Linked DNA regions of Mus musculus: region 1 is linked to region 2. The links are chromatin contacts, called in public promoter capture Hi-C maps. All regions are on one chromosome and are shown on one strand. The core of a region is the stretch at or near the end of the contact, and the rest is flanking DNA. Distances in the headings are between cores, read along the strand shown. Region 1 holds the start of Fyco1 (FYVE and coiled-coil domain containing 1). Region 2 holds the start of Dcaf1 (DDB1 and CUL4 associated factor 1).

Region 1 (6,360 bases), core at 2,867-5,366, about 17 Mb before region 2:
TCCAGACAGAGACACCGAACAGTCAGGCTCATCTTCACCGTCGTGGTAGCATACTTCCTCAGCTGGGCTCCCTACAACCTCACACTCTTCCTGAAAACTGGAATCATCCAGCAGAGCTGTGAGAGCCTTCAGCAACTGGACATTGCTATGATTATCTGTCGCCATTTGGCCTTCTCTCATTGCTGTTTCAACCCAGTGCTTTATGTCTTTGTTGGGATCAAGTTCCGCAGACACCTAAAACATCTCTTCCAGCAGGTCTGGCTGTGCCGGAAGACATCCAGCACTGTTCCCTGCTCCCCTGGTACCTTTACATATGAGGGACCCTCCTTCTACTGAGAGGAGAGGATGGGCACATGGAGATGACTATGGGAGGTAAAGGAAGACAAGGAGAAGTGGATCAGGAAGGAAAATATAACTGAAGATACTACAGAGTGTGGAGGAAAGACATGATACCCATGGGGAAGTGGCTTCCAGCTGGGCAAGCCAAAGCAACACTTCGTGCACTCAGTTCATCATTTATTCTCTTACTTAGACATAGATTGCTTGTTAGTGATGGTCAGAAGATCCTAAATAGAAGGATTTCTAGACTTTAGGAGGGCTTGAAGCTTATAGTATGTGCTAACTGTGCAGTGATGTTGCTGGTACATAGGGTTGCCCCAAACTATTTTTTTTTCACCTTGGTGATAGCTGACTCTGTGATTCTTAGCAGCTACAGAAAGAAAAAAAACTCTCTTCAGGACAAGAATAATCACATCTTTAAATAAGTACAGTCACAATGAAGTCTATACCATAAAATCCCACTAAAATGAAGATGGTTCTGAGCCGGGTGTGGTGGCGCATGCCTTTAATCCCAGCACTCAGGAGGCAGAGACAGGCAGATTTCTGAGTTTGAGGCCAGCCTGGTCTACAGAGTGAGTTCCAGGACAGCCAGGGCTACACAGAGAAACCCTGTCTTGAAAAACAAAACAAAACAAAACAAAACAAAACAAAAAAACAACAACAACAAAGATGGTTCCATATTCTGGCAACAGCTGCTAACACATAAGCTGGCTTTTAAATATTTAGCTCATAACTGAAAGAAAAAATACAATATGTGCTACTGTCTGCACTAAGTAATTATTTGGACAATACAAAGATGAATAGGATATTGCTGCTAACTTTCAGTTGACACCAATCCATCCAAGAAGGTCCAGATAAGAAAAGTCCACTTAACAGAGGCATTCAGGTTGAATATTCCTGTCATTTCATCTCTTCCAGATTGAGAGAAAGATGACTTCCTTACATGTGGATAATAATGCCAGCATTCCCCTCTTAACCATTCTCCAGAGCTAAATTCTCCTCATGCACCACATTCCCTTTCGCAGAGCCAGGTCCCGTGGATTCTGCCTTCCCAACATCTCTCCAGCTTATGAGCACATACCCTTGACTTCATCTTTATAGTGCCCTCTGTTCCATAGTATCTTCCTTTTGCTTCTATTTTTCCTCTGTTACATCTTCCTCCTTCAGGAAGCTGCCTGCCTGAGATTTATCTTTTATTTTACAGCTCCTCTGCCTAGAGTCTGTCTTTGACGCTTTAATAAAATTGTCCTCAAGCTCCCTTCTGAGTTACTTCTTAAATTCTTTTATTAATAAAACTAGTAACACAAAAGAGGGCCCAGATTTCCCTGGTAATATAAGGTTACTCCATCAGAATGCTCCAGAATTTCAGGTAACATTATTACCTTTGGGGCAGTTTAGACTGTTATATCTGCATCCAGGGCCAAAGACAGAACTCAGATCCTGTTCTTTCAACCAAAAATAAATACATAAAAACATATAACAGTAGACTTTAAAGAATTAATGAAAAAATTAAAAGACATAAAATAGTTATGGATTACCCAGAAGAAGTAACTTTCAAGTGGATAGAGGGATGGCTCAGCAGTTAAGAGCACTGGCTACTCCTCCAGAGGGCCTAAATTCAGTTCCCAAAGCCCACATGGTATCTCCCAACCATTTTAACTGCAGTTCCAAGGGAATCCATTGCCCTCTTCTGGCCTCCTTTCCTTTGTACACGAAGATGAACATTTCATATATCTTACAATGTGTCGGTTAGAGATCCCTCGGGCACCTTACACTTCATCCTAGTTTATATCTCTGCCCATTAGCCAGGTGGGCTTGAAATTCCTTTTCTTCTAAAAGCCTCAATTTCATCTTTGAAGTTCAGAAATGAACCCTACCTATAGCACAGAGCTGTGTTGAGTTTTAAACATAACATTATATAGGCTTTTGGTTAGGGTATGACATATTAGGTTTTTAATATATACAATAATCTACTGCACAATATTTTGGTCAATGTTGGACCACATATCACTGTGCTCCCTTAAGACTAAATCATCTAGTGATGTCATAGTCATCTTAATTTATCTAACTATACTCCAGATGAATTGTCTATGAAATTCTCAAAATACATCATTGCCCTTAAATAACCCATGATTGCTTGAGACCTGTCTTCCTCTTCTCTGTAAATTTATTTGGGATCTAAGTTTCAAACAAGGGTGTTTGAAATCCCTTTTGTGGGAACAGGACTGAGGATGGGCATTTAGAGGCGACAGAGTCACGTGACAACTCCTGGTAAATAAAGCTCCAGAGATCAGTATCAGTGTGCAGATCTGCATTTATTGCCAAGCACATAAGCTTATATACAGTATTTGAGCCAATCCCAAGCCCCTAAATCCTTGGCCAAGCATAACTTACTACATCTCACCATATCCCAATAAAAGCTGTGACTGATGAGGTAACTCAGAGAGAAGGGGTGTGGCGAGCATTGTCACCTGTAGGGACTTTTGTGAAGACTCAGAAGCAGCCACTGTCTTGACCTTAGTTCCTTTTTGCTGTCTCACTGGTGTCCCGGGAGCCATCTTAGATCTGACACCATGTACAGCAGATCAGGACTCTGTGGCACAGTGCTCTCCACCCCACATATTCCTTCACAAGGTTGTCTTCCACATGCCTCACACTCTCAATCTTAACATCCCAAAGCTGTTCAGGCTGTAGTCAGAGCAAGTTTTTCTTAGTTCACTCTATTGATAAATCTTTATTTCTGATGTCATTTCCTCCCACTTCTTCCCTTTTTTTTGTTTTCCTTTGTTAACAGAAAGGGGAATCATTTCTCTTCGTGAGGTTTTTTTTATCCTCATCCACAAACTGACAACTCCATCAAGTTAATATGTTGTCTCATATACCTCCAGTATAAAATATGAAATTAACTTAAAAGATTTCTTTTCCTTCCTGTATGAATTTATCCTGAGAACCTGGAATGCTGAAGTCTGGCAGATGCCACTATTAGCTAAGTCCTGTAAGGTACACAAGCATTTCTAGCTAACATGATGAAAATAAGGCAGTGTGAGGAGCCAGCCAGAGCTAAGAAGCGAACCTAATCATGGGCTGACATTCCTATGTACTGTCCCCTGTCTTTAGCATGTTCATCCATACTGGACTTGGAATGCAGTGTTCTATTGCACCAGGCTTCAGGGTGCTTTGCAACTCAGCAACAAGCAAACACGGGACTGAGGAAGCTAAGCATGGTAGTTCTTTAGCACATATTTTCAAACACTGTTTTTTAAGTGTCTGTTAATGAGGGGGAAACAAAAACTGAGAACTTAGGTCCAGCAGTACATACTAAGTTCATTTTTTTTTAGCTTCATAAATAAAACGTAATAGTACAAAAATACTAATGAGATTATTCTCAGATTGTTTGGGGGGTTTCGGAATCGGGCACATTATTTTATATTTACAGCTCATGCACAGTTCAAAGCCAATCGGTCACAATGCATGAGCTTAACAACAGTAAACAGCACTCGTTCAGGATTCTACACACGACTTCCGGGTATCCGAAGCTTGTTCGAGTTTCAGGAAGTGACGTCTGCCGTGAGACATGCCGGGAGTCGTAGTTAGCGTCCACCGTCCAGTTGCACCCGATGGGAGTTGTAGGCCATCCGTGAAGCATGCCGGGAGTTGTAGGCCATCCGTGAAGCATGCCGGGAGTTGTAGGCCATCCGTGAAGCATGCCGGGAGTTGTAGGCCATCCGTGAAGCATGCCGGGAGTTGTAGGCCATCCGTGAGGCATGCCGGGAGTTGTAGTCCGCGCGCGCTCTGGGGCTACTGGGCGCTTCATGGCAGTCGGCTCTGTGCTCGCCTACTCTTCCGCTCGGCCCTAGAAAGTTTCGTTTCTGCCCAGCGGAGGACCCACGAGCGTGTAAGTGCCGCAGGCGCCCGGACAGGCATCGGGGACACTGGGGCCTTTCTGGACGTCGGCGCGGAAGCTTCGTGGGGGCGTGGGTCGTCCCCTCCCACACAGGGCGCCTCGGGAGAACCCTCTCTCCAGAGAGGTTAGCTCCAATACGCAGGCTGTCTGCGGGGTCGTAGAAAGACCCTCAACACTGTTCCAAGATCGGAGCCGGCAGAAGGGGGCCGCCCTGTGAGGCGGAGCTTCGGCAGCTCTCCCCGAACCCCTGGCACAGCAGCCAAACCCCGAAGTTCTCGCGGGCACTGGGACTTGATCCCCAGAAAGCCAAACCCTCCTCTCTGCAGGACTCCTGACGCCCCTTCGGTCCAGGAGACACAGTTTGTTCCTTTTGTATCTTCGCTGACCTGACCCGCTGCCCTTATGCTCAGATAGTTCAAGGGGGCTCTGCGGTCAAGTTTCTGGAAACACCTGTAGGACGACTGAATGTATCTGGTGTGGTAGCTTGTCCTGTTGGCACCCAGGCTTGGGCTGCGGATGGGGGGCAGGGCGGAGCGACATCCTATTTGCATAAAAGAAGAGAACATGTAGTTGACACTTAAGCCAAGTCAAGTAGCTTCCTATTAATGCTATGATTCTCTGTGTCACTCTGCAAAGTTCCCACGGCTGGGCTGTCTCCTGCAGAAAAAACAGCACTTGTTTCTTTCTGTCCCTATGATTGTTTGACTTAACACAGGTGGTTTCCTTTCCAGACAGAAATGGGGCAGAGGCTCAGGACTTAATCTACTTACAGCCTCTCTCAGCAATGGTGGTCTGAAGCAGGTTAATTCCTCTGCCATCTGCTTGCTGCTGTTGCTGGGTTGGGGGAAGGGAGCTGTGGGTTTCTACTTTTAGTTTTGCAACCTCCTGGCTGCCCCGACACTCTCGGTCTATGACAACCAGTTCTGCTGTGTTGAAATGCAGAATACTGATTATGGGCCAGGATTGTTATCCTGGAAATCAGCCCAGGGCTGACTGTCAGCCTCCTTTACCTAAAAGGATCTGAAAAAAACAAAAACAAAAACAAAAAAAACTATAGCTTTAGGAGACAGAATTTATCTGTTTGTTTAATGTTCATATTTGTGTATCACTTCTTGAAAATTGTTTATTTTATTAAGAAAATAGATAACGTATACAGAGTCCTGCAGTACCGTGTGTGTGTGTGTGTGTGTGTGTGTGTGTGTGTGTTCTTAATATTTTACTTTATTTTTGTAATTGGTTTAGAACTTGGAAATGGTCTCAGGTTCCTTTGCCCCTTAGCCAGCATGGCTAAGTGCCAAGTGTTTAGCCCAGTCCTTTGAAGTGAGATAAAAGACACCACTTGTAATAGCAAAATCATCAATAACAAACATCTGGTGGTCTTGTTTTATGTTAGTCCTTGAGGCTGGAGGCCTGCTGCCTCCAGAACACAGAGTACTCAAGAAGTGTCAGTCCTTAGTCCTAGCTTCCCTTTGCAGGGAATGGTTAGCTGACAGGTCACCTCTGATTTCTGGAGATTCCAAAAACAAGATAAAACTCAAGACTGGTGTAGCAGTGTGAGCTAGAGGAAGTGTGTTGACTACCTATGATCTCATGCCAGGAACCACTGGGAACCCAAGAGTTAGAGGCCACATTCACTACAAGCATCTCCCAGGCAGCAGAAAGGGTTATAACTAAGGTTTTTAACCTTAGAGGTACCTGTAAGCAGAGGCCAGTTGTTTGTGACCATGTTGACATCTGAGTGACTTTGTGTTCCTGCTTCTCTCTAACAGCATTTGAACCTTAATTTGAAGTTATTGTGGGGTAGAAACTGGGGTGTTTCTGTGAGCTTAGACATGGAAAAACACTGCTTTCTAGTTACTTTTTGATGTATCACTAAAATTAACTGAAGTGTCTGTACCATCCTAGGAGCATAGCTCTGACCATGCACAGTTGGGCAAGAGGAATATTATCATCCACTTTCTGACATTGGAGCCATTTAACTAGCCTAGTTATAGTGGCCACCAACGGTCCTTGTTGTTCATAAGACTCTGGCATTTGAACAGCAATAAAGGCCCATTTTCCTTTGGTCCAGGTTTCAGTGTCAAGAAGAGGATATTTGCACATTATGGTTTAGTAGA
Region 2 (5,738 bases), core at 2,963-5,462:
AGTTTGATCCCTGAGACCCACATGGTAGAAAGAACTGAAGCCCAAAAATTGTCTTCTGATCTCTAAATGCAAACCACAAATACAAGTGCCCTCCATTTACACATACTAAGACATAACTTTTTTTATGTGTATGAGTGTTTGCCTATATATGTATATATTTGTAGATGACAGAGAGGGCATAGGATATCCTAGAACAAGAACTATGAAGTGGACTGTTGTGAGCTGCCATGGGTGTTGGAAACTGAACTAGTTCCTCTACAAGAATAGCAAGTGCTTTTAAAAGCTAAGACAACTCTCCACCCACTGATGTCATTAAGTGGCTTACCTAGCATTTAGAAAGCCCCCTAGGTTTAATCCTGAGTCTGTATGATACATCAGTGGTATTTTCCTTTTCTTATTTTTTATTTTTGGTTTTTTCGAGACAGGGTTTCTCTGTGTAGCCCTGGCTGTCCTGGAACTCACTTTGTAGACCAGGCTGGGCTCGAACTCAGAAATCTGCCTGCCTCTGCCTCCCAAGTGCTGGGATTAAAGGCATGCACCACCACCTCCCGGCCAGTGTTATTTTCTAGTGATCCCTGTCTAATGTTCACTGTAACTGTTGAAAAATGACTTTCCTGGGGGAAATATGAACCTAACCTGTATTATGGAAGGGGAAAATACATATTCCCAAGTTGTTCTTTGCCTTCCACATAAGCATGCCCATACCCATCCACACAAAAATAAATGTTAAAAATATTTTTTAAGCATGAATGTGTTGTAGTAGTGCCCACATTTAATTTCAGCACTCAGGACACAGAGACTGAGTTTGAGGATAGCCTGGTCTACACAGTGAGGTCCAGGACAGCCAGTACTTTGTAGAGACCTTGTCTCAATAAATACCTAAATAAATACATACATATATAATATAAATAAAAAATAGCATGGGGCTGGAGAGATGGCTTAGTGGTTAAGTGCACTGACTGTTCTTCCAAAGGTCCTGAGTTCAATTCCCAGCAACCACATGGTGGCTCACAACCATCTGTAATGAGAACTGATGCCCTCTTCTGGTGTGTCTGAAGACAGTTATAGTATACTCGTACATAAAATAAATCTTTAAAAAAATTTTTTTAAAAACCCATATGCCAGAAAGATTTTGCTGAAGGGACCCTGTTATACCTGTCTCGTATGAGGCTATGCCAGTGCCTGGCAAATACAGAAATGGATGCTCACAGTCATCTATAAGATGGAACACAGGGCCCCCCAATGGAGAAGCTAGAGAAAGCACCCAAGGAGCAGAAGGAGTCTGCAACCCTATAGGTGGAACAACAATATGAACTAACCAGTACACCCCCCCCCCAGAGCTCGTATTTCTAGCTGCATACGTAGCAGAAGATGGCCTAGTCGGCCATCACTGGGAAGAGAGGCCGCTTGGTATTGCAAACTTTATATGCCCCAGTACAGGGGAATGCCAGGGCCAAGAAGCGGGAGTGGGTGGGTAGGGGAGCAGGGCGGAGGGAGGGTATAGGGAACTTTTGGGATAGCATTTGAAATGTATATAAAGAAAATATCTAATAAATAAATAAATAAATACCATGAGTGTGACCCATCCATCAAAAGGCTTTAATACAAAATTTATAAGGTATCATTTTGTTTGGAGTAATATAGTGGGTATGCATCATTTAATTCATACTTTCTTTGGAGGGCAGGAGTCTAACTATGTACCCCTAGCTAGCCTCTATAGAACAGGCTAGCCTTGAACACATAAAAGATCTGCTTGTCTCTGCCTCCAGAATGCTTAAATAAACCACTACAATGTTTTTTTTATAAGAATCATGCAAAAAGTTATGACACACACCTAATGATGATACAATCAATGGTCACCAAGTTGGGATATCTAGCCCAGGACATTGAGCTAAGTAATTAACTAACTTACATGCTTAATTTTCACAGCCACCCTGTGAGGTGACTTTTATGGATAAGGAAATGAGTTAGAGAGATTTTCAAGACCACACAAATGACACATCCCAGAAAAGAATTAACAATTTAAAAGAACTCAAATCCCAACTCTGCTGAAATGTCTGTGAATTCTTACTTAACTTCTCTAAGTATCAAATTGTTTGGGGGAAAAAAAACTCAACTTCTCTATTAAATAGAAACAGTTGTGGGAGCTAGTGAAAATTCTATATTACAGAATATGAATTCGTAAATGTTTAAAATATCAATTTATACACATGAAATTTCCTCACTCATAAGAATGTGTACAAAGTATTTAGAGGTGATGTACCTACCAGCTCAAATTCCATAAAATTAACACAAGAAGATACAGCAAGCAGTTAACAGTTGAAACTGAAAGATTATCACTTATTTTTAGTTTCCTACTTAAAAGTTTGAGGGGCTATGCTAGGCAGTGGTGGCCCATCCCTTTAATCCCAGCACTTGGGAGGCAGAGGCAGGTGGATTTCTGAGAAAAAAAAAAATAACAAATACACAACACTGTTAACAGTAAATACTATGCTCAAAAAAGTTCCTCAAATTACCTTAACAACCCAAAAAAATCCCAGTTCGAAATGGTTAATGAGTAACTGCTATATACAAACACAAATCTTAAGGTGGGGCAGTGCTGGTTTACACTTTTTTTTTTTTTGGTTTTTCAAGACAAGGTTTCTCTGTGTAGCCCTGGCTGTCCTGGAACTCACTCTGTAGACCAGGCTGGCTTTGAACTCAGAAATCCGCCTGCCTCTGCCTCCCAAGTGCTGGGATTAAAGGCATGCACCACCACCATCCGGCTGGTTTACACTTTTAATCCCAGTGCTCGGGGAAGCAGAAGCAGGCAGATCTGAGTTCGAGGCCAGGCTAGTCTAAACTGAGTTTCAAGGCAACCAAGGCTACACAGAGAAACCCTGTCTCAAAAAACAAAAACACAAATCTTGAGATCAGACTGAAATGTACATATGCTTATAAAAGCCTTGAAGGTAAATGCCAGTAAATCCAAGGAGAAAAAAAGCCTTCAAAAGCTTGCAATAGGAAGATAGTGCTACAATAAGTTAAAACGTGCATGCTACTTAAAAGTCTTTGCCTGAAAGTTAAAAAAAAAAAAAAAAAAAAAACAGCAAACCCGGCAGTGGTAACAGACGCCTTTAATTACAATACTAGAGGCAGAGATAAAAGGATATCTTAGTTCGAAGCCAGCCTAGACTACAATGAGCTCCGGGAAAAAAAAAAAAAAAAGAGCAACGTAAGATAAACAAAAAACGAGTCATTTGTTCCTCAAAAACTACTACTAGACACACCGCAAGAGTATTTCCTCATCAAATGTTAAAACCACAGCAGTAAGAGGAAACGGACCGACACTTTCTAGGAACAGAAGACAAAGTATGGCAAATGCCCTTGAAAGCCCAACAAACAACTAAAAGCCCTCGGAATAAGCGCTGGGGAAACCTGGCAGGCAACCTTAGGTCAGACTCTGGGCGTCTGGACACCCACATACCTCTCTCCCCGTCCCCTCGCTACTGCATTGTACAAGTGGGAGGGGTTCCCGCCGAGCTCCGCCCCCTCCCCGGTCGGAGAGCCGGGAGGGTGCAAGTGGGAGGTGGCACGGAGCCGACCGAGGGAAAAGCCCGCCCAGGTGACTGAGGCTGGAGGCGGGGACACCGTTCCTGAAGGGGTCCGCCGGGCGGCATGGGAAAGAAGATGCCCCTCGTCCCGTGAGGGACAGAGACTTGGAGTGGAAGAGAGAGATTCAAAGAGCACCTCCTTTAGGTAGAGGCGAGCATCCCCTGCCCTCCACACCCCGGCGGAAGAGTTACTCTAAAGAGGCTTCTTTACAGGACGGGAGGAAGGAGCCGGAGGCCCCGCCCCCGGGCCCGGGCCCGGGCTCGGAAGGAGAGCCTCGTCAGGCCCCGGGCCCAGCCGCCTCGGTGGGCTCGCCCAGCCCCTCGCCGCCCGCAGCCGAAGCAGGTGCCGCCCCTCCCCCCAGCGCGGCGCCCACTCTCCCGCCCAGCGGGCCGCGCGCTCGCTCTCCTCGTGCCCCTGCCAGAGAGCCGGCCCCTTCCTAACCCCGCTCACCTTCGCGAGCGGCTCCGCCGCTTCTCCCCCCGACCCCTCCAGCGGCCACGGTTCTCACACACTGCCTCTGGTCCCGCACTCACTCTCCCTCACTCACTCACACACACACATATACACACACACAGCGCGACCACGGCTCCTGAGCGGCCCACATATTATGCGTCACTCGCAGGCTACGTACTGGTCGCGCGCGCACTCAGCGCGCGCGGGTGTGTAACGTTGGCGCGAGGCTCCGGAGCGGGGAAGGGGGAGGAGCCGAGGGACATCAAAGCGCTCCTGGGAAATGAAGTTTCCGCGTTTAAGGGCGGGGGAGGGATGATGGCGCTAGACCTACCATTAAGCACCACCTCAGCGCATTGACTTCTGGGATTCGTAGTTTTCTTTAAGGCGGAAGTGAAAAGTAAAGGAAGGAATAGATCTTTCTAAAAGCCCGGGCTGCCCGAATTTACTTAATTCTACCCTGTGTCATCTAAGGGCTCAGTAGGACACTGCCACATCAGGCTCGGAAGGATGCCAGGGTCAAAGAATGCATTTCACACAAATGTATTCAGAAACAACTGTACTCGTTAGAAATTCGTCGGTTTTCCTTTGTCTTTCTGTTAAAAACATATTCGACAGGAATCAAAAAACATCAGTTACCATGTATTATATGTGAGGCAGAAAAATGAAAGCCCTTTGGTGAAAACAACTAATCACGGAGGCCATCTAATTCAATTTATCAATTTTAGAGTTAAGGAAAATGAAACCCACAGTAAATGACTTGCCTAACTTCACAAACCAAAGGGAAGCTGCATCGGAAGGATCTGGTTTTGACCCAGCGATTCTGTGTGATAACATGGAAGATTACGATAACTCCACAATTGAGCAGAATCTTGACAAAACCTACCCAGACGTCAGGATTCATGCAACTCACTATTGTTCTTGGCATTCTGAGCGAGTTCTGTGCGTTTCCATAGAGCGATTACAGCCAATACGTTCTTGTGGAAATTATAAGACACTGTGGACCTCTTGTCATGATCAGATTCTACGGCTGTTACTAAGCCTGTATCAGAAGAGTGGTAGTGGCAGTGGCGCATGCCTTTAATCCCAGCACTTGGGAAACAGAGGCAGGCGGATCTCTGAGTTCAAGACCAGCCTGGTCTACAGAGTGAGTTCCAGGACAGCCAGGGCTACAGAGATTTCCCTCTGGAAAAAAAAAAAAAAAAAGCAGGAAGAGGAAGGGGAAGAAGAAGAGACAAAGAAAGAAAAGAAAGAAAAGCAAGCAAGCAAGCAAGCAAGCAAGCAAGCAAGCAAGCAAGCAAGCAAGCAAGCAAGCAAGAAAGAAAGAAAGAAAGAAAGAAAGAAAGAAAGAAAGAAAGAAAGAAAGAAAGAGAAAAGCAGCAGCCAGTATCTTAGGGCTTAAATCCACTACCACCCTACCCCCACCCACCTGAGCACTTCGTTCCTTCCTCACTCAATTATGTGCTTGGAGTAACAGCTGCTTGAAATACAAATTCTAGAGGGTGAATAGCAGTGCTACAGGCATATAACTTGTAATCACGCTCTTGCTACAACACAGCTTTCTCCTGTGCATCTGAAATCTTGTCTCTTGAGCTATAATGACCATTATTTATTTAGACTCTATAGCAGACTTGAATCAAATGGTTTTTTTTTTAAGATTTATTTATTTTATGTGAGTAGCCTGTCACTCTCTT

The links. Promoter capture Hi-C pulls out the DNA fragments that hold promoters and counts their contacts.
Region 1: a promoter capture Hi-C map of neutrophils shows a contact between it and region 2, with 11 times the contacts expected there. The contact joins the promoter of Fyco1 here to the promoter of Dcaf1 in region 2. A contact is called at or near these places in 1 of 39 promoter capture datasets (neutrophils) and 1 of 484 Hi-C or Micro-C datasets (uterus).

Annotation. Positions count from the first base shown.
Region 1 is chr9:123,849,655-123,856,014 of GRCm38.p6, reverse strand. Fyco1 (FYVE and coiled-coil domain containing 1) reads left to right here and starts at 4,116. Exons shown (of 18, transcript NM_001110253.2): 1 at 4,116-4,234. It overlaps Xcr1 (chemokine (C motif) receptor 1), which reads left to right. Exons shown (of 2, transcript NM_011798.4): 2 at 1-3,700. The coding sequence ends at 336. It overlaps Gm51700 (a long non-coding RNA gene), which reads right to left. Exons shown (of 2, transcript XR_003948283.1): 1 at 5,014-6,360; 2 at 4,052-4,784.
Region 2 is chr9:106,820,398-106,826,135 of GRCm38.p6, reverse strand. It overlaps Dcaf1 (DDB1 and CUL4 associated factor 1), which reads right to left and starts at 4,212. Exons shown (of 24, transcript NM_001373930.1): 1 at 4,045-4,212.